Linked DNA regions of Sus scrofa: region 1 is linked to region 2. The links are chromatin contacts, called in public HiChIP or PLAC-seq maps. All regions are on one chromosome and are shown on one strand. Each heading gives the region's core, a stretch centred on a gene start, on an enhancer-like site or on the middle of the called end of the contact. The rest is flanking DNA. Distances are from core to core; before and after follow the strand shown.

Region 1 (7,328 bases), core at 254-2,753, 550 kb after region 2:
CTTTCAGATGGCTTATCTTCCCACCTCAATTTGCAAAGATAGGATGAGGGTGAGAGGAAGAGAGCTATTGTTTATTGAGCAGCTGCTATAAACATTTATCTGATTTAATACTCTCCACAGTTTTGTAAAGCTGTAATCCCCCCCCCCCCCCCCCCACGCACCAGCCGCACCCATGGCATACAGAAGTTCCTGGGCCGGAGATTGAATCCAAGCTGCAATTGTGACCTATGCTTATGCCTCAGCTGCAGCAATGCCGGATCCTATGTATTGTATCTCTTCCTGTAGCACTAAATACTATTTTTATTTTGATAACAACTGCATAGTTTACCTTACCTTGAAGTCCAGACTTGTATATCCAAGTGTCTATTTGACATCTGCTTGGGTCTTGACAGTTACCTTGAACCTGACATGTGGTTATCTTTATTTCAGTCCCACTCCAAGCCACCACTGTTACGCCTTCTCTTGTTCCACGTTTCTCCAAGTTTACTTTGCCTCAGTTGTACTGGCTTTGTTTGCCTCTTCCAACCACTACATTTTGTTTCATTCATTGCAGAATCTCCAGTGCCTAGAACAGTGCCTGCAGGTACTGTTAGGTAGTGGTAGGTACTAAATATATTAAGATACTCATCAAATTAGTGAACGGTGTTCCTCAAAACACAAAGCTAGGGCTTTTGCATCCACTGTTCCTCAGGTGGAGAAACCTCTTCCCCTGATCTGTATATTCTCCCATCATTCAGGTCTCAAAGCTTCAAAATCACTTCCTCAGCAAGGTCCTCCCTGATTGTCTCCCAGTCTCTTTGTATCATCTTATTTTATTTCCATCAGTGCACTTATCACTTCATCTTCATTTACTAACTTAGTATGTAATTTGTTTGTCCTATTTCTCCTCAATGTAAGCTCCATGAGTTCAAGGATGGTGTCGCCTCCAGCCTAAAATAGCACCTGACACATACTAGGCATTCATCCTGTATTTGTTGAAGTAATGAATGAAGGAATTCTCCCCCAGACATGTCAGACCTCAAAGATAATTCTTACGCATTCTTAGAACAGTTTTGTCTGGCTGGTTCTTTCTTTAGGTGTTAGTTTTTACTCCTCATATCTTGTAAATTCCCACTGCCTCCACGTTGGAGGAAATGTATAAAAGTTCTGAGCTTCTGAAACTAGACAATATATTTCCACGCTCTCTCTCTTTAAATCTCCTATGTATTTAGCAAACTAATAGAACACGAATTATGCTAAGTGCTGAAGCCATAAAGTTGATTAAGGCACAGTAACTTTCCTCTGGAAGGTTATTGAGGTTTTGTAAATACATCACTTAACTACATTAGCTTTTGCTTTGCGATGGTTTCACTCTCTTCAACCACAGCACCTTCACCGTGAATCCGCAGGAGGCCGGCCCGCGGCCCCGCCCCCAGGCCCTGCTTCTCGCCCTTGGCTCCGCCCTTAACGCGGCCCGCCCCGCCCCCACCACCACCCTGCCCCCACCACCGCCCTCAGCGGCTCTGAGCCCCTGGGGCGGGGCCAAGCTTCGACCATTCCTGTTCCCCCACGCGCCTCAGCGGCAGTGACGTTAGACAGGCGCACCGACCTTCCTTGAGGCTGCGGGTCTACGGAGAGATCGTCTTCTCTCCGCGGCCCGAGCTGCAGTTTCGTTGCGTAGGGCCTCGCGGATTTCCGCAGCCTGGTGTTCTGGCCCGCGAGCACCCCGCAGCTGCGCGCCATCTTCACCAAGCGCCATGGCGGCGGCCGGCGGGCCGAAAGCGACCAGATGCTGCCCTTTCTTCGGTCTCCTTTTGCTTCTGCTGATCGCGGGCCCTACCCGGGGCTGGAACGACCCTGGTGAGTGCTGCCCTCACTCCCTCCTCTTGCTCTCTTCGGCAGGCGCTGAGAGGACCCCGGCTGGGGACCATATCCCTTCTACCCTATTTGCTCATTTCCATCCTCTTCGCTGTTCATCTCTGTCCTGCCTGGATCTTTTGCTCTTCCCAGACAAGTGTAGACTGTTGGGGAGTGGGCGGGGCGGGGCGGGGCGGGACGATCTAATGTAATTAATGTTCCCATCTCCCTTCCCTGGATTCCTAGAATTTGCCCACCTTTTCCTTCCTCGGGCTACACCCCTCATCCCCTGAGTCTGGCTGGAAATCTCGTCCCTCACCTGCGCCTCTTGTTTTGTTGTCAAGAGTGTCTGATGTCATGGCTGTTCTCTTGGCTGCCTGTTGCTACACCTGAGAGTTGCCATGGCACCGGCAATCTCTGAGTCACACTTAGTGAACAGGGCTGCAAACCTTGGAAGTCGGTTAGCAGAATCATAAACTGTACTGTTTACCTGAGCACAAGTTGTGCTGTTTATTCTATTACAGCAAAGTACATTGCGTTACACCAGCTTTTCCCATTGAATTAAAAAAAAATTTTGTGTGTGTGATGGTACACGGTAAGTGATTTCTAGGGAAAAGTTTCTTTTATATCACTATGTTATTAGACTTGTCTAACAAATTTTTATGGGATCGATAGTATTCCGTGTAATTAATATTGTGTGTGTATGTATGTACACATAATACAGATTTCCATTTAATAAATGATGTATGCTTTAAATAGGAGTGATGTAAAAAAATGACTTAAACTATGAAAACATCATTTTTGGTTTGGAAAGGAAAGATGTTGAGGTATGGAATGTGTACTAATGTTGCAATCATGACTTGGTGAGAGGAAATGCCTGTGTTTTTGAACTTAACAGATTTTTCTGTAGTTTCTTATTTTATTCTTAAATGTTAAAATGAGAGAGAAGGCACTATTTGTAAGTACTTGACTTTGAGTACTCCTTTGATGTGGATGTTTTATTACTAATAAATGAAAAGTCAAGTTGGATTTAAATGATGTCGGTATAATTTTCCTAATGTATTCCTAGAAAGTTTCATGTAAATAGGACTTTGATCAGAATTATAGTTTAGAAACTAGATTAAAACATTAAGTAGTTGAACCCTCAATCAGTTCTTTTCTTTCTTTCTTTCTTTTTTTTTATTTTTTTTTTTTTAGGGCTGCACCTGCAGCATTTGCAAGTTCCTGGGCTACAGGTCATTTGGAGCTGCAGCTGTTGGCCTATGCCACAATCACAGCAACTCAGTTGCCTATGCCACAACCGCAATTGAGCCACATCTACCACCTACGCTGCAGCTTGCAGCAATGCCAGCCAGATCTTTAACCCATTGAGTGAGGCCAGGGATCAAACCACATCCTCATGGATACTAGTTGGGTTCTTAACTGGATGAGCCACAGTGGGAACTCCCTCAATCAGTTCTTAAATAAAAAAAGGAAATTTATAGATGAAGAGTCAGGGGAATAATAAAAAAAAAAAGGAACCATATTTAAATTAATGGTGAACCATTTCCTGGTAGTTCTTAGTCTACCTACACTATAAAACTACTCTTCTGGAACAAAAGGCACCAAAATATTTTGCAGTGTAAACTCAATTAGTTTTTATAAATTCTACTCCACCTTAAATTTCTTTTGAGGAACTATATCATGAAGGCATTCTAATATGTTTCTTGAAAATTTAGATCTTTGGCCCATGTGGAATTAAGTTTTTATATAGCTTTAGGTGGATTTTCCTTTAGCTATTTACTCAGTTATGCCCAAACCATTTATTGAAGAAGACTTCCTTTCCCACTAAATTAAAAAGCCCACTATATCTTTTTTTTTTTTTTTTTTTTTGTCTTTCTGTCTTTTCTAGGGCCGCACCCTCGGCATGTGGAGGTTCCCGGGCTAGAGGTCTAATCGGAGCTGTAACCACCTGCCTACGGCAGAGCCACAGCAACGCCAGATCCGAGCAGCGTCTGCAGTCTACACCACAGTTCAGGGCAACGCCGGATCCTTAACTCACTGAGCGAGACCAGGGATCGAACCCGCAACCTCATGGTTCCTAGTCAGATTCGTTAACCACTGAGCCATTACGGGAACTCTAGAAAGCCCACTTTATCTTATATTGAATTCCCACACATATCTAGATTTATTTCTAGACTTTTGTTTCACAGTTCACTTGCCTGTTTTTGTTATGATTCTGTATTATTTTGATTATTCTAATTTTATAGTAAGCTTCATTATCTGGTAGAGCAATGCATTCTGTTTTAATTGACTATAAAAACAGTGCATTTTTTAAATTGAATTTATAGTTAACTTACAATATTGTATTAGTTTAAGGTGTAGTGATTTGATATTTTTATAGATTATACTCCATTTAAAGTTATTACAAAGTAATGTCTCTACTTTGCTGTGCTATATAATATATCTTATTTGCTTACTTAAGCAATGTATTCTTTCTCAAGAAATTTTTGGGTATTTATAGATGTTAACCTTGAACATAATTCCTTTCCAGTTCCAAAAGAGCCCAGCTGGGCTCCTGTTTGGAAGTGCATTAAATTTATTTAGGTTTTATTGTATGTATATTTTCTTATATATGTCACATATTGACTTTAAGTTTATTTCTAGATATTTTATGTATGTGTGTAGTTTGTCACTAATTTGAGATAGGCCTTTACAATTTCATGTAATTGGATATCACAGGTATAGATAAAGTTGTTGACTTGGTAATTGATAAAATATCCAGCTGTTTTATCAAATTGTATTATGACAGGGTTGTCTTTTGGGAAGTTCTCTTGGATTTTGTAGGTCCAGCAATTCTAAATAAAATGTTATTTCTTCTACTGTTTGTATGAAGCATAAGAGATACTGCTGGATGAGTACTCAGAAGCTGTTCTCTACTTTCTTCTCCTTGTCTACCTCTGTGTAAATACTAGAAAAGCCAAATACTCATTTTACTAGAATCCCTTGATGCCATGTCATTCTAATTGGTGTAGTGGAGGGATTCTGGGGAAAATATTTTCAGTTATGATGGAAAGTTATTAATCTTATATTCTTTCTTTCAACTCTCTCTTTTTTTGTTTTTTGTCTTTTTAGGGCTGCACCCTAGGCATATGGAGATTCCCAGGCCAGAGGTCGAATCAGAGCTATAGATGCTGGACTGTGCCACAGCCACAGCAATAGCAGTGTGGGATCTGCGACCTGCACCACAGCTCATGGCAGTGCTGGATCCTTAACCCACTGAGTGAGGCCAGGGATCGAACCTACAACCTCATGGTTCCTAGTTGGATTCGTTTCCACTGCGCCAGGGCAGGAACTCCTAAACCTTTTTTTTAAACAAACTTTTCCCCACATAATAAAAATAACATTACACCTAGCAAAATTAATCCCAATTTCTTTTTTTTTTTTTTTTTTTTTTGTCTTGTCTTTTGTTGTTGCTATTTCTTGGGCCGCTCCCGCGGCATATGGAGGTTCCCAGGCTAGGGGTCGAATCGGAGCTGTAGCCACCGGCCTACGCCAGGGCCACAGCAACGTGGGATCCAAGCCAGCCGCGTCTGCAACCTACACCACAGCTCTCGGCAACGCAGGATCGTTAACCCACTGAGCAAGGGCAGGGACTGAACCCGCAACCTCATGGTTCCTAGTCGGATTCGTTAACCACTGCGCCACGACGGGAACTCCCCCCAATTCCTTAATATTGACCAATTACTCATTCCATATTCAGATATCGCAGTTGTCCTTAAAACGTTTGAGCTAGTTTGTTAAAACCAGGCCCCAGGCCAGGACTATGCAATGCATCTGATTGAATTAGCCCTTAAGTCTTATTAAAATGTAGAACTGTCCCTTTTTTATGCTATTACTCTGCTGTCAGGATTGGGCCAGTTGCCCTTCTGAATATCCTACTTTCTTTATTCTGTTTTCTCATGGCATTGTTTTAGCTTATTTTTTTCCTCCCTGTAGTTGTAAAAAACTGAAAGTTAGCTCCAGAAGATTGATTAGATTCATATTCAGTACTTTTGGGGATTACATCATAAGAGATGGTGTTTTATCAGATTGATGCTGTTCTACTGTTAGCAATGCTAAGGTTGACTGCTGAAATAAAATGGCTTTGTTTCTCTCTTGTGGTTACATTTTTCCCCTCTCAAACTACTAGAAGGCACTCTGTGGTGTTACTTGGCATCATACCAATATCCATTCAATTATTTTAAAACTAATTAATCCTTATATCTGAATCAGTTTTTAGGGGTTGATAAAATGATGATTTTTCTAATTCTGTCATTTCTTCTGCATTTATTGGCTGGTATTCTTTAGTGAAGTTGAGATTTTCCCTCTCAGCTGAGGCTATTTCAGATTATAGTTCTGGCTGGAAAGTCAGGATAAACATTTAATTTTAAATCTTTTATTACCAATTTTCAAAGTAAGGAGGTAATTGGTAGCTACTTTTAGTGTAGACAAGTGAGTTTTTGTCTCTCTCTCTGAATATTATTATGGATTCTTGGATTTTCATAGATTGAACATGACTTGTCAACTGAAGTCATTATCTTGCTGGTCAGTCTTGCTTTTGATATCTTAAGGTCTTTTCCATCCCATGATCATAAACATACTGTTGTGCCTCCTTTCAGTATTTTTAATTTGTTGTGTGTTTTATGGTAAGTTTCTAACCATCAAGGGTTAACTTTTATATATTGTGCACATGGTGATCAATTTCCTAATCCTGTGTTACTGTCTGTATTACCATAGATTTAATATGGACATATATAAACATATATGTTTCATATGTTTTATAGCTATAGCTCAGTTTTCCTTTCTTTGTTATTGATTTTCAGCTGTCTTCTTTTAGTTTTTTTCTTTTGTATTTTTGTATTGTGTTATTATATTTCTGGTTTATTGTATTTTGGTGAGAGAATATGGCTAATAAGTCTTAGTCAAATTTATCATGTTCATTTTTGGTAAATAAGTATAAATCTATATTGCCAATGTGAGGGACTATCCCTGGTGTATGATTAGTGGAAAAGCATATGAAGAGTAATGTGCACTGTATCATTCAGTTTTATAATCGAATGGAAGTTGAGTGAACCAATGTATTGTATCTTCCATCATAATTCAAGGGTGATAAGTATGAAGACTCTTTCATTTTCCAGTAACACTTTAAAATTCACTTGTGGGGAGTTCTCTTGATAAATTTATGTAAACCTTGAAAACTCAAAAAAAAAAAAAAAATTTGGAGTTCACGTCTTGGCGCAGTGGTTAATGAATCCGACCAGGAACCATGAGGTTTCTGGTTCAATCCCTGGCCTTGCTCAGTGGGTTAAGAATCTGGCATTGCCGTGAGCTATGATGTAGGTCGCAGACGTGACTTGAATCTGGTGTTGCTGTGGCTGTGGTGTAGGCTGGCAGCAACAGCTCCAATTAGACCCCCAGCCTGGGTACCTCCATATGCCATGGATATGTGTGACCATAAAAAGACAAAACCA
Region 2 (7,643 bases), core at 1,939-4,438:
TTCAAAAGAAGATTTTAATGATGAAATTATTAAAATGTGAAATGTCTGCTTGGGGCTCTGCTGTTCCCCACAAATTATGTTAGTTTATAATGATGTCATAAGACTGCCACACTTGAATGGTAACTAAGCTGATTTTCATTCTCAGCATTTAATGTCATCCTGAAAATAACCTCTTATTAACGACATTGACTAAAATTTTACTTTAGCTCATACTTCTTTGCTCAAAAAAGAGAACTTAAATACATTTTGAAATCTTCAAGGCTTGAGGATATGGCTACCTGTTCCTCTTCCCACCCAAGTCAGAAGTAAAAAGGAAAAGCATTTACATAACCATAAAATATTATAGTCCCAAATAACACCTTATCTTTAGTTTCAACATATTGCATGGGATTATGCACTTATGCAATAAAAATTCTTTCCTGCATAAAACTAGCAGGATGTCGACCTTTATCTCCTTTTATCGTTTTTATGTTTGCTTTAAGGCATCACTTTCCTCCCATATTTCCTGGTTCAAGACTTGTCATCTTTGGGAGGTCCCTCTTGGCTCAGCAGTTAACAAACCCAACTAGGATCCATGAGGACACAGGTTCAGGCCCTGGCCTCTCTCATTGGTTTAAGGATGGATCCCCGCTGCCGTGAGCTGTGGTGTAAGTCGCAGACACAGCTAGGATCCTGTGTTGCTGTGGCTGTGGCATAGGCTGGTAGCTACAGCTCTGATTCCACCCATGGCCTGGGAACTTCCATATGCTGCAGGTGGCCCTAAAAAAAAAAAAAAAAGAAGAGAAAGAAAAAGACTTGGCATCTTTGACTCTTGTACCCTTCCCCCAATCTGTCAATTTCACTTCCTTAAATGTGTCCAATCTGTTTCTTTCAGTCTGTTCTCAATACTGCCATCTATTACCTTTGCCTCCTACACTGCCTGTTTCACTATTTTCAATCCATTTCATCTAATTCCAGAGAAAGACATCTCTGAAAAATCTCCAGAGACTCCTTATTGCCCATGGAGTAAGGTCTAAATGCCTTAGCCTGGTTACTAGCAAGGCTTTCCAGGACTCCACCCATCTCCCACTACCCTCTTCGAGCTGCCTACCATCCAGCCAATCGGCACCACTCTGCTTACTACTTACTACTTCCAGTTACTGCTAGCTCATTCCTCCCCTATTTTGATATGACCATCTCCTTTTTGTCAGCCTTCCTACTTCCTGCAAGAAGAAACTAACTCTCAGAGGGATTATGTGACTATGACAGTGCCTGTGGGGGGATATGAAACCAAGCTACTCTGACTCAGACTCTTTACTCCTAAATACATGTGTGTAATTTCTTTTAACCACAGTACAGTTCTCAAGCCCAGAAACTTAACACTGTTGTAGTATCATGACATATTATACAAGTCATATTCAAATGTCACCAATCATCCTTTATATGAAAATTTCCCCAATCTAGAATCCCATCCAGGATCAAACCTTGCCCTTAGTCCTCATAATTCTTCAACATTTTTAGCCTGGAAAAATTCCATAACCTTTGTTTTTAAGACATTGACAGCTTTTGAAGAGTATAAGCTAGTTATTTGTAAAATTTCCCTCAATGTGTCCTTTTCTGAGTGCTAACTCAAGATAAGATTCAGGTTATGGATTTCTAGCAGGAATATCACATAAATTGTGTACTGCTAACTCTGTCACACATCACCAGGCACACAATGACGGCTGTCTCATGACTGGCAATGCTCAATTTTGATCACTTGTATAAGGTGGTATCTGGCCCACTGTAAAGTCACCATTTTCCCTTTCGTGATTAATAAGCAATCTGTGGGGACATATTCTGATTGTGTAAATACACCTTCCCTCGTCAAACTTGCATCCAGTGGTTTTAATATTCACTGATATCTAATGACACAATGATAACTATGACAGCTGTAAAATGGTGATTTTTTTTCTTCTTTCCTTTTCTTTTTAGGGCTGCACCTGCAGCATATGGAAGTTCCCGGGCTAGGGGTCAAATTGGAGCTGCAGCTGCTAGCCTACGCCACAGCCATGCCAGATCTGAGCAGAATCTGCAACCTATGCTGCAGCTTGCAGCAATGCCAATCTTTAACCCACTGAGTAAGGCCAGGGACTGAACCTCATGGACACTATGTAGGGTCTTAACCCTTGGAGCCACAATGGGAACTCCTAAAATGGGATTTTTCTAACTCTGTTGTTTTGTGTACATTTATTATGTGGCAGCCTGGTGGAAGGAGGAACTTTCCTTCCTTTCCCTCTATTACATTTTTTTTTCTTTTTAGGGCTGCACCTGAGGTTAGGGTTTGAACTGTCACTGCAGCCGACGCCTATGCCACAGCCCCTGCAATACTGGAGTGGCATCTCTGACTTACTGCAGCAACACTGGCTGCTTAATCCATTGAGCCAGGTCAGGGATCAAACCCACATCCTCACAGAGAGAAGGAAAGATCCATAACTTGCTGAGCCACAACGGGAACTCCCTCCATTACATTTTAATCAGGAAAAAAACAAAACAAAACACCTTAAAATAACTGGATACCATTCTAACTGGAGAGTACTTAGTTCCCACTCCTCTTCAGGGTGCTGGGCCTAGCTTCTCTGTGATTCAACCTGAACTTTCAGTCCTCTGACTGCAGTGCTCTCAGCCTTGTGGGTGATAGGCTCAGGCCACACAGATTTATTTACTTACTACTTCATTGACGGCTCCAACTTCATTTACAACTACCAACTGGTAGTCCAAACACTGTAAAATGACATCCCAGTCTCGACAGTTTGGGAGCAAAGTGCTGGGTGTTTTTTTCTTTTTTGTCTGCCCAGTGGCATAATGGGGTTCCCGGGGCCAGGGATCAGATCTGAGTCGCATTGGTGACTTACGCTGCAGGGAAACATGGGATCCTTAACCCACTGCTCTGGGCCAGAGATCAAACCTTCGTCCCTGGGCTCGCAAGACGCCGCCCATCCGGTTGCGCTATAGGGGGAACTCTTTGTGTCTCTATCTCTACGTTTGTTATCTTTATGCTTCATCCATGGATCACAAAAACTTCTGTCCCAATGTCTCACAGAGTATGTTTAGAACTCACCTGAGAGCTGGAAAGAAGGGGTGTTTAAAATGTAGATTGCTGAGGTCCTGACCTAGAGCTTCCGATTTAGTAGATCCGGGTTAAGACCCAGGGTTCAGGTGGTCTGTTGCTCAAACCGTGAGAAACAGCGCCCTCAAAAACGATGGTGGACAAATCTCCCTTCCCTGAGAATTCGTCGCCCCTGGCATCTCCCAAGGGGCCCGCTCAGAAAAGGCTGGGGGAACAAAAGAAGGTGTTCATCCTCCTTGGCCCCTTGGGACTTCAGAAACCAACATCCGGCTGATGCCACTCGGGCTCGCGGACTCGTGCTGGGGTGAAGACCCAGGCGGAGAGATCCAGGAAAGGTGACCCCCATTTGGGGCAGAGCGGGCTGGTTTGCACCCAGGGGCACGGGGGGCGGGCAACACCGCCCCTCCGCGCCTGCCCACCCCAGTCCCGCCAAGCCTCGGTCAGCGAGCCCCGCCCCCACCCCGTTCCCCCTCCCCCTTCGCTCGGGTCGGGTGCTTAGTCACCGTGAGGCTGCGCCGGCCGGGTGCCCGCGCGGCCCCCCTTCTTCCCCGGGGCCCGCCCCCGGGCCGCACCCCCGCGGCGCACACTTCCGCGTGCATGGCCCTGCTGGTCTGGACCCTGAGCGCTAGCGCGGGCCCCAGCTGGCGGCAGGCGGCGCGCGCCTTCTCCCGCTTCGCGCCGCCTCCAACCCGACCCGCCAGCGTCTTCCCCCGAGCCATGGCGAGCAGGCAGGAGTCGCAGCCACAGTGCTGGCCCCCAGCCCGCAGCGTCGCGACCTCCTTCGACTACCTGGTGATCGGGGGCGGCTCCGGCGGGCTGGCCAGCGCGCGCCGGGCGGCGGAGCTGGGCGCTCGGGCCGCGGTGGTGGAGAGCCACAAGCTGGGCGGCACTTGCGTGAGTACCCGCGCTCTCCCGGTGCTGCTCCTGGTGCTGCTCCTTGCGCCTCGGCCCCTGCAGCACCGCGCCCGAGGCCCCGCTTTCTTTCCTCCTCTCTCTGCAGAAACGTTCTGTGCTCCTTCCTAGTGAGCTCTGGCGCTGCCCTTTCCGCTTTCCCACCCGAGTCAGAGGCGGGATCCCAGCAAGTTTAGATGAGAGAAGTGTACAGTTTTTTTTCCGCGGCCCCCGAAGCTAAGCCTGCGCCTGTTCCAGCGCAGGTGCAATAATAACGCTGGCAGGAGGTGGTTAAATCTAACGTAACTTTCCTGCATCCTCAGTCCTCAAGGCGGAAGGGTATTGTAGTCCATGCTCTATCTCATTACCAAATCTATGAACCCAAAACTGCACCTGGATAACTGCAGCTTGCCTGCGTCTCTGGGAAGGGGGGAAAGGGAGGATGGAGCCTATGTCATTGACTTGCGGTCCTCTCCTTTCATTTTCAAGGGCAGAATGATTTACAGCAGCGGTTCACACTTTCGGCTGCACATTCGGATCACCTGAGGAGTTGAAAAAGTTCTGCCTGTGGGTAGCCTCGGCCTAGGGTGATTCTGAATTGCAATTAAGGTTGAGAACCACTGATTACAGGCTGCATTGATTTAGGATATACTATTAAAGGAGTTCTCAGATCTTTTGTTTGTCCTGTCTCGTTGGAGGGGAGATTTTAAAATTATCCCCCACCCCCCAAAAAAGAGGGTTGTAAATCCTGCAGTTGATAAACTTTTCATTTAAAGAACAGGTTTCGTTCCCAAGTTATTGGTGTGGCCTTTTATATCATAAGAGTTGGGTGAGGTACTTGCTCTGTTAATATTAAAATATTGTATACAAAAGTAACCTGGCACTGGGGATGCGTTCCTGTGGGGGTGGATGCTTAAATTACACTACATGTCCCCTTAAGGGCAGACATGTTCATATGTTTGCAATCTCTTACCACTTAACAAAGACCTTACTCTGTAACCGTATGTGAATTAAGCTCACAATTAACAGCTGTGAAAGGGCTGACTCTAGTGTCCAGTGCTCGGTTTTTAAGTTCAAAATGAAAGTAGGAACGAGGAAAGAAAAGACTGTTAATTATCAACTTAACACCTTGACACTTTAGACAGACTCTTAGAAGTCTGTCTCTGCAGAAGGCAGGTGGAGGGATACCACTAAGTGTGCCCCACCCCCCACAACTGGTGAGATCACTTGACAACCTCTTGTCTTTGTCCCTCTCTACTTTCCTCTGTTTTCCTCCTTCCCCATGTATGTCATAATCAGTTTGTGGCATCCATGGTCATTGCCTAGTTCCACTGATACTAGTCAAGAAGGGGTTCACCCTGTTCTTAGGTTCCTGCTAGAAATGTGAATACGTTAACATTATGAGATAAACTGCTTCCCAGAGGAGAGTGCGGGCAAAGAAAAGCTCAGGAGAATCAGCCATTTCCTGCTTCCTTATAGTGCATGGTCTTGCTTATCTCATTCTGCTGCAGCAACTTTTATTTTTTAGTAAACATTGATCTCTTGGGGAAAATCCTCTAACATTTTTATGACATTCCATTTGGGCTCTTCAACTCCATTTTGGTTTTGAACTGCGAGGAAGGGCGTGGTATGCGTTGAATATCAGAAGATATAACTAATTGATAAGACCTGAGTTGAGATTTGTTCCAGGTTTCTAGTTATCTGGGCTGTCCACTGGTGTGATAATAAACTTCTTATGTGCAGAGATTTCTAAGCAGGTATGGGGACACTTGAGGCATTCTGAACAAAGCACTTCATTAGTTTGTGTCCTTAATTCTCTAAATGCTAAGTGTTTGGATTGGGGCTGGCAGAGAGGAGAGGGTAGATATCAACATTTGTAAGACTAAGATCCCTTCCCTCAGGAAATTTATAACATGATGGGAGAACAGAATGTAGACAGTCAACCCCAGAGTGGGGCAGTCTGTATTAATTGCTGTGGATAATAACGAATTACTGTCATTGAGAGAAGAATTATAACTATCACTTCTGTCTGGCCATATTAGATGGCTGATGAAGGAGATGGTATCTTTATGAACTTGAGCTGGATGAATATCACTTTTTTGACAGGGAACATCAGGGGCAGAGGCACAGAGACAGGGCATATCGTGTAATTCAATTTGATTGGCACAGAGGGAGTCTCCTATGAGGGATGGAAGCCAATAGCCAGGTAGTAGTCAAAATGGAGAGTTTCTGGAAGCACAGTGAACTGCGGAATTGTTTGGGACAGGTGAGTGACACAGTAAAAGTGGTTTTATCATCATGATAGTCTTGAGAGAGTCCTTGGGAAAGTCAAACAGAAGTTTCTTTACTATTGACTCCAATCAATTTTTTTTCCCTAGATAAAATATGTTGATTGTAAATCTTGATAAGTTTTTTAAGTTGTCGTGAATGAATTTACATGGAAGTTTCAAATTAAAGCCTTCTGGTAGCAGTGGTTATTTCCAGGGAGTGGGGTTATGTTTTGTTTTTAATTGTTTTACTATTATTTGCTCACTCATTAATATGCCAGGTATATAGGTACATTTTAATTTATTTTCAAAATTTTTCTGTTTTTTCCTTTTTACAGCTGCACCTATGGCATACGTAAGTTCCCAGGCTAGGGGCTGAATCAGAGCTGCAGCTTCCAGCCTACACCACAACCATGGCAACACCAGATCCAAGCTGCATCTGTGACCTATGCCAGCTTATGGCAACACCAAATCCTTAATCTGCTGAGCCAGGCCAGGGCTTGAACCTGAATCCTCACTGAGACTGTGTTGGGTTCTTAACCTACTCAGCCACAATGGGAATTCCTATATAGGTATATTCGTAGATGATGGGGTCACTGCAGCAAACAAAGCAGATAAAAACCCCCATCTTCATGGAGCTTACATTGTACTTGTTATCTGTAGTTTCTCAATTTTCCATGCGGTGTTTTTAACGAATAAGAAAATTACAAGTTTTTGTTTTTAGCCTTTCTCCATGCAAGTTTAGACTCAAGCAGTGATAGGGTTGGAAGTGATTTTTGGAGATCTACTAATCCAATCTGATTATAGTTTTGTTTTGTTTCTTTTTAATAGGGTGCACTAACGTAAGCTTGCTGAATTAACGTCTCTAGAGTTATGACTGTTGAAAAATTCTTCTGTCACTATCATTTTTATCAAGAATTTTTCTTTGACTAAAAAGTAGGAAGCTTATAATTTGAAGTAAAGGACAATTCCTTAAATCAAATACTTAGCATTATGAAACACTGCATGGGCCCCATTGCTTTCATTTCATTAAGGATCGGATTCAGATCCTTACAGAAATTTAGGCAGTGTTTGTTCTAACCCAGGACCCTCATTTTTACCAAGGAACAAATTGAGTGGCAACTAAAATGTGGTTGAAAACAGGAGTTCCATCGTGGCTCAGTGGTTAACAAACCTGACTGTTATCCATGAATTCGAGGGTTTGATCCCTGGCCTTGCTCAGTGGGTTAGGATCTTGCATTGCTGTGAGCTGTGGTATAGGTCACAGACACGGCTTGGATCCTGAGTTGGTGTGGCTGTGGTGTAGGCCGGTGGCTGCAGCTCCGATTTGACCCCTAGCTTGGGAACCCCCATAAGCTGAGGATTCGGCCCTAAAAAAGACAAAGGAAAAAAAATGT

Evidence for each region. HiChIP or PLAC-seq counts read pairs in DNA pulled down with a chosen protein or histone mark.
Region 1: a contact with region 2 is called in an H3K27ac HiChIP or PLAC-seq map of alveolar macrophages. The contact joins the promoter of SARAF here to the promoter of GSR in region 2. A contact is called at or near these places in 2 of 5 promoter capture datasets (fetal liver and liver), 1 of 47 Hi-C or Micro-C datasets (heart right ventricle) and 1 of 2 datasets of contacts at active chromatin or transcription factors (alveolar macrophages).

The regions. Positions count from the first base shown.
Region 1 is chr15:54,932,487-54,939,814 of Sscrofa11.1, forward strand. It overlaps SARAF (store-operated calcium entry-associated regulatory factor), which reads left to right and starts at 1,504. Exons shown (of 6, transcript XM_001924775.4): 1 at 1,504-1,839. The coding sequence starts at 1,737.
Region 2 is chr15:54,379,376-54,387,018 of Sscrofa11.1, forward strand. It overlaps GSR (glutathione reductase, mitochondrial), which reads left to right and starts at 3,189. Exons shown (of 13, transcript XM_003483635.4): 1 at 3,189-3,982. The coding sequence starts at 3,686.